2 separate regions of the Anser cygnoides genome follow, and region 2 is linked to region 1. Evidence: chromatin contacts called from public Hi-C data. All regions are on one chromosome and are shown on one strand. Each heading gives the region's core, a stretch centred on a gene start, on an enhancer-like site or on the middle of the called end of the contact. The rest is flanking DNA. Distances are from core to core; before and after follow the strand shown.

Region 1 (6,055 bases), core at 3,134-5,633:
TAACAAGATTTTAAAGTTTATTCTAGTTTGTGATTACAGAGTCTCTCAAGGCATCAAACAGTAGTCTTGGACAGAGATTACTGGAATAATGGATTATCTACATAGTATTTGTCGAGTTTGTCCAGTACTGCTTTAAAAAGAACACTTTATTCTCAGACTATGGATCACCAGTTTGGAAGCTGAACTTATCATTTAGGACAGCTGGATTAAGAAAAAATGAATTATAACACTCTCCCTGAAATAAATTACTTAACAATTAATAGTAATCTTCTACAGATTATGCAAAGTAGAGCTCTAGCACAATATGTTATTGATATTATCTGAAGCTAATGTTTTTTAATGGATACACTGGGTCACTCTGAGCTGTACAGAGAATGAAACTGCAGGGTTTATACCTCCAGAAAAAACGCAACATAAAACAATTTATGTAGTATGCTTGACAGAGTCAGTGTATAGGTAGAAATTAGACTGCAATGAACCACTATTTCTACCTTTTTCATTTAAGGAAATCCCCATCTTTTGGAGTTGATCTCATTGGCAGTCTCTGGACAACGTTGTAATTGTCTTAAAACCCAACAAGTTATCAAATTTTCTAATGGATTTCTTCCCAAGGGCTGTTGACAATGTATTTCTATTCTTTGCTGCTCATTGAGGAAAGCTATTTTCCCCTATGGTATTTCTTTTTCTTTCTTTCTTTCTTTCTTTCTTTCTTTCTTTCTTTCTTTCTTTCTTTCTTTCTTTCTTTCTTTCTTTCTTTCTTTCTTTCTTTCTTTCTTTCTTTCTTTCTTTTTTTTTTTTTTTTTTTTTTTTTCTTTTTTTCAGACCACTGTTTTGGAAAATGATTGATTCTTGATTTGTCGTCGTAAAAATATAGAATTAGCGTTGTTGTAGTTAGTGAAATTACTCTGCAGTAAACACTGCAAATGAATGGAGAATCAGTTCCAATTCAACATTTTCTTGTAACTACTAAACTTTCTGCATCATAAGTCTTGGATGATTTCTGAGCTTGGGAACATCCTAGTCTGTACTTTGTCTTGTAGCTTGGACCACTACCATCTTGGCAGGAAAGTTTTACCATTCCCAAAAAAGTATCCACAGCCTTGGCTATAACCTCCATCACTTCTGAAAGATAAAATGTAATTCCACCCTGAAATCTCGCCTCACTTAATCTTTCCACTCAGCTTTTCATGAAACTTTGCTATGCTTCTTTAAACAAGTAGGGGCACATTTATGGAAGGACTAGACTAAAAGGGCTCCTAAAAAAGCCATAAACTTACAGAGCTACATGGAAACACAATGCTCATTGGGGTATTAATTGTAATAAAAAACTGTGATTCAAGAAAGTATATTGTGCTGTTCCAGCATAGTATCAGATTCTGTAAATATTAACAGAACTATACTCAACATGAGAAATAAAATAAAATAGAAACTTAACATTTTTACTTTCTTTCACCTTTTTCTTTATGGTTAAACTTACACAATACTCAAGAAGCCTCATTAACGACTTAGTGAGGGAGCAGTGAAAGACAGAAGGTACTGTACAGAACGTTTTATTTGCTAGCAATTCCACCTTTGGATTGTCTTGAAAGATTCACAAAGATCAGCACAGTTCTCTTTCCAGATACTGCATGAAAACTCTGTTGAAAGCTACCAACAATTCTATACTTTAACATATAGCCTGTTTTATCTGACTTTACAGCCAGTAGGGAAAGATATGGAAGAACTTTATAGCCAGTTCTTTCAGTTAAAGAAACTCTGCAATTCCTCAAGCTTTTAATTAGACTCAGATGAGCACTTTAGTCCTTGTAGAAAAAACAAAATTATGGAAGCCCCTTCTACACAGAGGCTTTACATTTCATGTTCTGCTAGCCAGTCTTGTTTTCTTCTAGTTACATGTGAACTGTGCTGCTGTTCTCTCACACAGGGGCATAGGCAAGCCTTGCTTTCCTTCACATGTGCAGTCTTTAAGCATATGCCAAGGAATGGTCACTTTTGACAGAAATTCCTTAATACTCTCCATCTCATCCAGAATGCCTGTGAAATCTCATCCACAGCTCCTCAAAATATTTTATTTATGCTCCTGTCTAATGCTAACTGGCAGATATGTGTGCAAATGTGGGGAGGGAAAGGTCATTCCTTTCACAAAAGGAAGAGAATCACATTCTAAAGCACCAATTGGTTTTCGGGACAAATGATTTATAATAAGTAAAAATAAAAATAGAAACTAGATAAAAATACTAATAGAAAAATTCATCAGGATTGTTTGTAATTTTGCATAAACATTCAGTTTACTGCTCACAGAAGCTAAATGAATCTATGACTTTGTAAGGATTTAGTGTTCTATCCAAATGAACACAATTTCCTTAAAACAGAAAAATGATGTAATGCACTTTAGCTAGAAAATGATAATCTTGGTACTCATAGATATAAAAGGTAGGCGAGAAATTAAACACTTCTTGGAGGTAATAGCAGAGTTGAGAGATGAATTATTCTATATGAATAATGGTAATCAATCTATAAACAGTCACACACACACAAAGCAGAGAGATGAGAAAAACGTGTAGAACAATTAGAGTGAAATAATCTGCTAAGGAAGGTTTCTTAGGCAACAACCCTGAGGTGCTCAAAAACATATTAAAGAAAACACCTAAAAGAAAACACTTCTAAAGACTTTTATTTCTGTTCTGAAATTGAGCTCTTACCACTCTTATCTGCTGTACGAGTCTTTCAAGTCTAGAGTACCTTTAATTGCATTATTACATATTTCAAAATGCATATTTATGTGCTTGGATATTAACAGAGTTTCTTTAAATCTCTGTTAGAAAATTGAATTGGAATGACAACAAGAAAAAGTTTAACAGGGACATATGGAAGAAAGGAATTTTCATTTTCTAGTAAAACTCACAATTCAGTGCTTGAAGAAAGTCATCATTTTTATTATTCACTACCATGGCTTTTGTATAATTACTAAAATACCTCTCTCAGTGGAAGCTAATAAAGCAAGTATATCTAGTTTGACAACAGAACCCATAAGTTAGTAACAGTATTTTAGGATAAGACCTGGCTGAAGAATGGAACACTTGCTGTAGTCACAGATTACTATTATGTCTTTCAAGATCAATTCACCATCACCTATGGATGATGTTTAGCCTTCCTAACATTCAGGTCATGTGGCCAGAGTTCATCAAAACTCTGAAATATATGGAAACAAAACTGCTTCATGAGAGCTCCCCAAAGCTTCTACTTCCTTCTGAATTCTGGTATAGGTGGAAATCTCCAGTGACAGGTTCCTTTGAAGAGAGCCTTGTGGGGCCCGCAGCACAAAAAAAATCTGGGGACAAATAGGTTCCCATACTGCTGGCTGAACTGGACAGAGGCTTTGACCAAAACTAGTTTAACATTTACAGAATGTTGACAAAGACAGGGTGTCTTTCAGTACAACTCTACTGTGGATCATTTGTTGACTGACCTTGCTGCATTTTCGTTGACTCTGGCATGTGTTCAAACTTTTGAAAAACTAGATATAAGGAAAGGAAGATTATTCTTTTGCTACTCTGTCCTCCCTTTGCAGATGTCTCTTGTACCTTCCACACTTTGACCTTAAGTATGTGTTGAATGGTGACTGATGTTGACTTACCAAATAGCTGCTTTTAGAAATGGGAGACAATAGTTTTCAAGATGACAATGACACCTATGACAATGACACCTACCAATTATAATATAGTCCCTGTGAGTTAAAAAAAAAAAAAAGAGGAAAAAAAAAAGGCTGATTCTACTTGCTTGTCTGAAAATATTGCTTAGAGAGACCATGTCTATCTTGAAATGTTCCAACCCAGCTTTGGTGGCTGGGTCTGCTTTTGACAGCTGACTTTGAGAGCTGCCCCATGTGTACAGAGCTCAGTCAGAAAAAGACAGAAGGGCCAATGGCAGCGTCCTAACCAGAAGTTTTTACTACCTATATACTTTGGAACTAGTTGCAGGGTTGATCTCTTTGGCAATGCATGAAACAAAGTGAGTATACAGAGATCAAGGGTTTAATGGTGGGATTGACATCAATGCGGCTACATGGATTCAGTGTCTGCTGTGAAAGCAAAAAATACACAGAGGTAGAGGCAGAGTAATTATTGACTTAGCTTTTATATTTGAGAACAGGAAGAACATACTGCACTAGCCTGATTCTGTGATACTCTATTTGTTAGCTGGTGATAGGTAGATGGGCTGGGTGTGTGATTCACTTCACACCCTGAGCAAGACAGTGTTCAAATGCAAAATGAATTCTTAATGATGTGTCCTTTCTCACTGTTCTACAACCTTGAAGAAAAAATATGTGCTTAGCTCAGTTTCTCAGATCATATACTGAGCCTGGGGTTTGCACATTATTTGTATTTTTCTAATTAACATTGCAAATCTGCAGAGAATCTAATAGCACACTGACTCTTTAGGATATGATTCCCTGTGGTAAACTTAGCAGGGTGCTTCTTAACATTCATGTAATTTAAAAAAATCTGTTTGTTGAAAAGTCCAGTTTTGCTGACTTAGTCAGCAGCTTTGCTTTATTGTGCAGATGAGAATTTACCCTTCTGTTTTACAGGCACACTGACAAAGGAAACAGAGACAACATGCCCTGTGAATCCAGTCACAGTTTGAGTCTCATTCAAGTCATGAAGTGCAGCTTCAAAAGTTTAGCATTTCTAGTAATTCTGGAAATATTCAAGTACGTAGTGTAGGAATTCAGTGAGGCAAATGTCTTCCACACATTATAGTGAGAATGATTCCATACATTGGGTACTGGATCTGAACCTGTAGGATTTAACATCCAGATGGACTCAGGAAGGACACTGCAGAGATCATAGGAAGGTGAAGTAATTAGAGTAGTTTCAGTATTTCATGATCTTTTGTGCAATCTGGTATCTGAATAGCACATAGTATCAGGAATAAAAAAAGGCTGAAGAAAATAACCTGAGAGAAAGAGTGGAAGATCTAAAAGCTCTGAGAAACACTAAATGTGAGAGATTAAATTTAAACTCTAGTAATGGGAGACCACTGGAAAAAGATGAATACAGTCCTTTCACTCTCTAACTGCAGATAGAGTTTTCCAGAAAGAAGGTAGTCTTAGTTTGTTAATAGAATATAATGAGTTTCATGTGTTTCAGTTAGCCTAAGCAGGAAAGATGGTTGCAAACTTATATTATTACAAAAACATAGTCCGTGTAAAATGAAAATACGCAAGAGAGTTATACCTCATTATCCTCATTTTCATGAGCACACGAAGTGAAAATGAGTTTATACAAATACTTTGAAGAGAATGCTAACCAAGTCTCTGGTAAGATTTGGATTTGGGTCTGGAAGTGAAGTCAGAAACTGTCAGATTACTGGGAGATTCTGACATGAGTTTTTCTAATAGAGGAAGTATTTTGGATTTTTAATCTGAAATTAGATAACAACAATGCTATTAATAAGAAAAAATACTAAGGATAGTGATGAACAGTGTAAGCTCACAATCACAAAAGATATTGGCAGACTATGTTTATGCATAAATAAGAAACTACTAAAGGCCTTAACTAGTAAACACAAGATTTGCAATAGTGCTATTGAAAGAGAACTTGTTATTAGATTGAACATGCATCCACCTGTGATTCATCAGGAGCATGCTTCAATGCCTTTCAGCAAGGTATGTAAGTGTGGGCAGAGAACTGCTCTAATACAGTGACCCTGCTCCTAATTACAGAAGTGCCTCATTCAGTGATAGTGCATGCATCTGTAACAAGCACGATACAGATACACTTGTTGAGTGAACAGAAGAATCAAAAAGACGGTTACTGGAGAAAAACATGACAGATCCTTTAGGTTTCAATCCAAAATAATTGAATAAGTATGTTATAATAAATACTATTTTCTGCTGTTTGAAAAGACAAATATTGAAGACTAAAGGGTGGTGTATATTTGAAATGCTGCCCTTTCCCTTACAGTCTATTCCAACAGCAATACTGACAGATACACAGTTTATTTAACAAGCAAACATTTTGATTCTGAGCTTGACTGCACAAGGCAGTGG
Region 2 (5,845 bases), core at 2,800-5,299, 170 kb before region 1:
CGCAACAATCTTCAGGCTCTAGCCTGGAAACTGAAACATTCATCCACCTTTGAACTGCATGCTCAAATATGGTAGCCGCTTATCAGTGTATGGCAAAGGTTGATTCCTGTCCTCAACTGGAAGAGGCACCTTCATGCCTCTCATCCCAATCTTTAATGCATAGTCCCACACGCAGAAACTAAAACCACAGCGATATAGTTCTGGTGAACTCCTCAAGCAAGAAGGCTGAAGCTGTTAAATGCGAAACCTGTTAAAAACTTTATTCTCAAATATCTTATAAAACCTATGCTGACTGCAATATAAAATTAGGGGTTGGGGTCTCCTTTTTTTCCATATTTTAGCATGTAGGGTGATAATTTTACAACATCATAATTGCTGTACAGGAATAAAAAGTGGTAAGCGAAAACCCAAACCTCTTTTACTTTCATTTCTGTAAATAATGTTTACTAGTTTATTCTATTACTTACTGTAAATGTTATGCAATATATCTTGAGACCTATCAATGTGTTATCCCCAAGGAGATATACTGCAGTCTACTTTAAAATACCAAATGTATTTGTAAACCATGCCATAAAAGAAACATTAATCTTTGTGGTGAAGGAGAAATCTGGAAAAAGCTTGTTTTATTTGTTCAAAATAATCTTCTGACTATTTATTATGAATGATTATACAAATATCACATTGAAAACCAATGGGTTACAAAAGATAAGTATTCAGTTTAATTACAATTTTGGTCATACTGTTGTAAGTTTGATATTGCTTAATAAGGATTTCTAGTGTTTAAGAATCTATCAGGTTAGCTGTTAAATAACTTCATTCTGAAATCCTCAGACAACTGAAAGCATTTGTCTCAGCATAGCAGTGAAATCAATATGGCTGGAACCCTGCATTGTTTCCAAAGTAACAGCTCAAAAAGAGATGCTAAAAAAAAAACAACCAACATTATTATGGTGAAATAAGATGATTACCTCCCGTATTTCCGCTTAAATCATCTGCAAGGTCTTCATGTTGTGTTTGACGCAGAGCAACCAAAAAAGGAGAGAACCAATCCTTTTTCTGCACTATTCTACTCAACAGCTCCCTTGCACCATCTCTGTTCCCACGAGTGTCAGTAACAGCACTGATCTGGTGAAAATAAAATAAAATAAAATAAATTAAACAACCTTGAGACTGAATTTTGAAACAGTTTAGGGAAGTTACCAAGAATAGTATATGTACAAAAGTATTCCCCTGTCATCACTAAAACATAGAAACAAAAATATATGGTGGGTCTGACAATCGTTTTACTCACCAGCAGAGATTTACTGCATTTTTGTCCAACATCATATAGTTTCTCGTAGTATGTATAAAACAAGAGATCTGAGATTTGAGAGACTGGTGGTACTGGAAATGATTATAATAATAACCATTATATAATCATTTTTATTATGGAACGATAATTGGTGTTCACATCGGTTTAGGAACTAACCATCCTTGCTTAAGGAGAAGTAATGCCCTACAGCATACCAGAGCTCACACTTCATCTATGGCATGACCTCATATTTAGAATGGAACATTTCCCTTCTTAAACACTGGCTTCAACTTCTCAATTCTCACTTAAAAATACGATACAATAATACAGTGCAGTAAAATAATACAAGATACAATAGCCTGTTGAAAGTGACTACTGCCGTCAAAGAAGCTATAGAAAAGTGTTCCAAGGTTGTCATGAGCAAAAGTGGGCAGGTGTTCACAAAAAAGAAAAGCACTGTTTCAGAAGTACTGCTGCTTGAGACAGGTGTTCAGTCTTCAAGGGCAATTTCCTCAAGGCTCAAGAATCATCCATCCTGATATGCGAGAAAATGGGTAGGCATAGCAGCCGGCTCAAGTTTGGCCAAACAGGGTAAAAGCCCCCTGGCTGAGGCTGAATACATGAAGAAGGTGTGTGGGCAGTGGGAGGAGGGAAGAGTTAAACAAAGAGGAATATAGCGAGACCATCCTGGGATGTCATTCATTAAGAAAGCCTAGGCCCTGTCAGAGCTGAAACTGGTAAGGGTCTGAAGGGTAACGACTTAAGCAGAAATACAAGCAGCATAAAGATGACCACGGAACATGTGCACCCATTAAGGAATGGAGCCAATAGCCTCCTAAAAGATTCCTGTCTCTACCTGCTGCATTACCATGCTTGGCTCCCCAGCTCGTGGGGTGCAGCTAGCCCTTGCTGCTCCCCAACAGTCACCAATCAGATGAAATTATATACATGACTCTCATTTAACTGACGTGAGCATTAAAGTACCTAAACAGTTGATGCAAAGTTCAGAGTGCAAGTATGACATAATTCCACCATTAGTTTGTGATCTTTTGTCTTATTCCTGTGCCAACTATATATATATTTCTTCTAATACTGTTTCAGGGTATCTACTTTTTTTCTTTTTTGGTTCCAAGTAAGTTTCACGCTAGTCCAGGCAAGCCATTCTTGGCCCAATGGAGAAAAACACTGGCAAATGTTTTTGTCAAAGCCATTACCCTTCACTTGCTCTTTCTTGTCAGATTGGTATTTCTGCTCAGCTTTATAGTCTGCTGCTGGCTGTGATATTCCTTAGTGAACTTAAGGCAGAAAATAAAGGTGAGGGGAGGTCTTGTTTTACTTCAAATGTTCTCTAGAACTTTACAGGCCGGCACAACTTTCTGGTATGGTTCACAGGCCAAAAGACACTTACTGATCTTCTGAGCCTGGTATCTGTCAAAATGGTAAGTCACAGTAAAGTTGGCCAGACTACTTCCACTTACATACTGATCTATTCTAAATCTCTGCTCAAGGTATTTACTGTCTGCCCCTGGTTGTTAGCTGGCATCCCATCTGCTAGCCAACCTGTAAGTGTTCAGCAGTTTACCTGGAGCACCACCTGTCTTTTCCCCCAGGTTTGGGTACCACCCTTTGGCTTTCTGCACTCACACAAGGCCACTTCTTGCTGTGGTGCCCCACAGCTCCTGGGGGTGACCAGTGTCTGTGGGACTGCCTGGTGCCCAGCCTGAGAGGACGGGCCACTTACCCGTTCCAGGTCCTCCTCCTGGAAAATGTCCATCTGCAGGCACCTCTCGGCCACCTGCCTGGTCTGCATCCTATCCACCAGGGTGGCGTGGAGCAGCTGCACCAAGTGCACGCAGAGGTCGTGGTCGGCCTCCTCGGTGGGTGAGGGCAGCTGGCTGGGGTTCATGTAGCGGGCAGCCAGGTCACAGCCACCTTTCTCCAGCGCCTGCAGGAACTCGGCGAACCAACCTTGGCCCCGGGGGCCGCGCTCCACAGCGCGCAGCAGTTCCTCGGCCCCCTCCACCTCGCCCCGCTGTTCCGCCGCCACCCGCACCTTCTCCTTCTCCTCCCGGCTCAGCGAGGGCAGCCAGTCCAGCACCGGCAGCACCCGGATGCACTGCTTCAGCCGCGGCCTGAAGCAGGAGATCATGTAGAGGAAGCACTCGTCTCGGCACTCCGCCGACATGGTCGCGCTGGCGGTGCCCGGGGCCGGGGCCGGGGTCGGGGGATACTGCAGGGGCGGCCGGGGAGCGCCGCAGCCGGGGTCCGCCGGCAGCCCGCCCGCAGGTCGCCGCCCCTTAAGCCGGCTCCTTTCGAGCCCTTTCGGTTTCGTTTGCGGGCGGCTGCCGAGTGCGGCTGTCCAGCCCCTGGAGGGACGGGCACGGGGAAGTGTCGCTCCCAAAGGCTTGGAAGGAAACTTTGAACGGGCAGCGTGGGTTTAAAGGCGGAACTTTCGCTTTCCAGACGGGGGTTTCTAGTGCTGCTCGCTGGGGTGCCAACGATTTGTGCAGCTGTGCCTTTCCAGCCTCACACTACTAGTGTGGAGGAACTAGACGCTGCGGAGGTGGGGACCCCAGGCGATTGGAGTGGTCTGCCTTCACTCGCAGGATTAGTCCCTCTGCACACTTCAGATCCGATTATATCTCCTTAAGCTTGTAAATGACACTTCACATTACAGAACCCATGTATCTGATCTTATTCTGTCTCTGGGTCTTAGTCTTTCAGGCTGAACCTAAAACCTAAACACCAGAACTGGATGAGCTCCTGCACGCACTGTGGGTGCAGCCCAGCAGAACACGTTTGGCTGCCTGCTTCTCGTGCCCCACCCAGTAGTAATTTGTTGCTGTGAACTGTATCCTACTCAAATGAAGGCATTTAATCTGTGATCTAAATTCTAACAGTGCCCCCAACGAGGCAAAATTAGAGGTTTGGGGTATCTTTTCACTGATGAATATTATTTATTTATTTATACATTGGTACAAGCAGTAGGTATTCCAGACTTTGGGAATCTTTGCCCTCTAGGTCTGATTCAAAGCAAAATGGTGCCTGTAATTACTTCACATTGATTTTGATGCTCTCTCAAGTATCCAGTGATACTGCAGAACATGTTCAGTTAGACGTGTTCCAGAGATTCAGGTTGGAAAAGACCTCTAAGATCATCAGGTCCAACCTTTAGCCTAGTACTAAAGTCCACCACTAAACCATGCTACTAAATTCTACATCTACATGTTTCTTGAATACCTCCAGGGATGGTGACTCAACCACTTTCCTGGGCAGCCTGTTCCAATGCCCCACAACCTTTTCAGTAAAGAAATTTCTCCTAATATCTGACATAAAACCTCCCTCGCGCAACTTGAGGTCATTTCCCCTCATCACTTGGTGCATGGGAGAAGAGCCCGATCCCCACCTCGCCACAGCCTCCTTTAAGGTAATTGTAAAGTACAATGAGGTCTCCTCTGAGCCTTCTCTTCTCCAAGCTAAACAACCTCAGCTCGCTCAGCTGCTCCTCACAAGACTCATTCTCTAGACCCTTCACCAGCTTTGTTGTCCATCTTTGAAGACACACAGAGTTTTCACTCTTGCTTATATTGTTGTATACGCATCTTGTTTCCTTACTTTGTTTCCCAGTTTGTTTTACTTTCATTTTACTGCTTGCTTTCCCTTCTGCTTCTCTCAAGTTTCACTCTTCATTATTTCTGATTACTGCTTTACGCAAGTTTCATTTGAAAGACTTTTGGGGAAAGTCACTCTGCTTTCTGCCCCCTGTACTTCTTCTGCTGTCATTACTTTCTTTAGATGACAGGCCAGGGTTTCGTTCACATGTTGCATACATAGCAGTGGCAAATAAGGCCCTGTGTATTTATACCAGAACAGTCCTTTACAGGCTCAAGGAGTTTGCAGACATCAGAAGGGCACTTATTTGGCTTTAGAGGGACAAGCAGACCAACATTACTTGATGTTATCCCTGCTGCTACTAAGCTGAACAAGTAATGGCTGACCTCCTGCTCTCCTGCCATCCCCTAGCTGGATGCTTGCACTCCTCCCCGCCTCAGCCATTGCCGAGCCCTCCGTCCCTTCATGACTGGGCTGATACCAGCCACGGGGCTGACAACCACAGCCTCCAGCAGAGTGCCATGGGCAGCTCCTGGCCCCGGGGGGAAACCCAACCCATGGCCGGGGGGGTGGCCACACGGCAAAGCTTAATCCTCAGAGGGCTGGAGCACCTCTCCTATGAAGAAAGGTTGAGGGAGCTGGGCTTGTTTAGCTTGGAGAAGGCTCTGGGGAGACCTCATTGCGGCCTTCCAGTACATGAAGGGAGCATATAAACAGGAGGGGGAATGCCTGTTTATATGTGTTGATAGTGATAGGACAAGAGGGAATGGTTTTAAACTAAGACAGGTGAGATTTAGGTTGGAAATTAGGAGAAGGTTTTTCACTCAGAGGGTGGTGAGGCTCTGGAGCAGGTTGCCCAGAGAGGTCGTGGATGCCCCATCCCTGGAGGCATTCAAGGCCAGGCTGGATGAGGCTCTGGGCAGCCTGCTCGAGTGGTTGGAA

What was found. A called contact is a pair of places that touch in the nucleus more often than the background predicts.
Region 2: a Hi-C map of liver shows a contact between it and region 1, with 2.5 times the contacts expected there. The contact joins the promoter of IFIH1 here to the enhancer-like site in region 1. A contact is called at or near these places in 2 of 7 Hi-C or Micro-C datasets (both in liver).

What each region holds. Positions count from the first base shown.
Region 1 is chr6:24,038,804-24,044,858 of Taihu_goose_T2T_genome, reverse strand. The region is part of intron 2 of KCNH7 (potassium voltage-gated channel subfamily H member 7); the gene reads right to left. The region is part of intron 5 of LOC106029940 (a long non-coding RNA gene); the gene reads left to right. Among named protein-coding and RNA genes, the nearest start is that of KCNH7, 64 kb to the right of the region's middle. Within about 2 kb of position 4,383, at least 2 of the 3 cell types and tissues checked have open chromatin away from gene starts, as enhancers often do. A contact at or near this core is called in liver, where this site is marked.
Region 2 is chr6:24,209,803-24,215,647 of Taihu_goose_T2T_genome, reverse strand. It overlaps IFIH1 (interferon induced with helicase C domain 1), which reads right to left and starts at 4,049. Exons shown (of 16, transcript XM_013171142.3): 1 at 3,033-4,049; 2 at 969-1,125. The coding sequence starts at 3,476.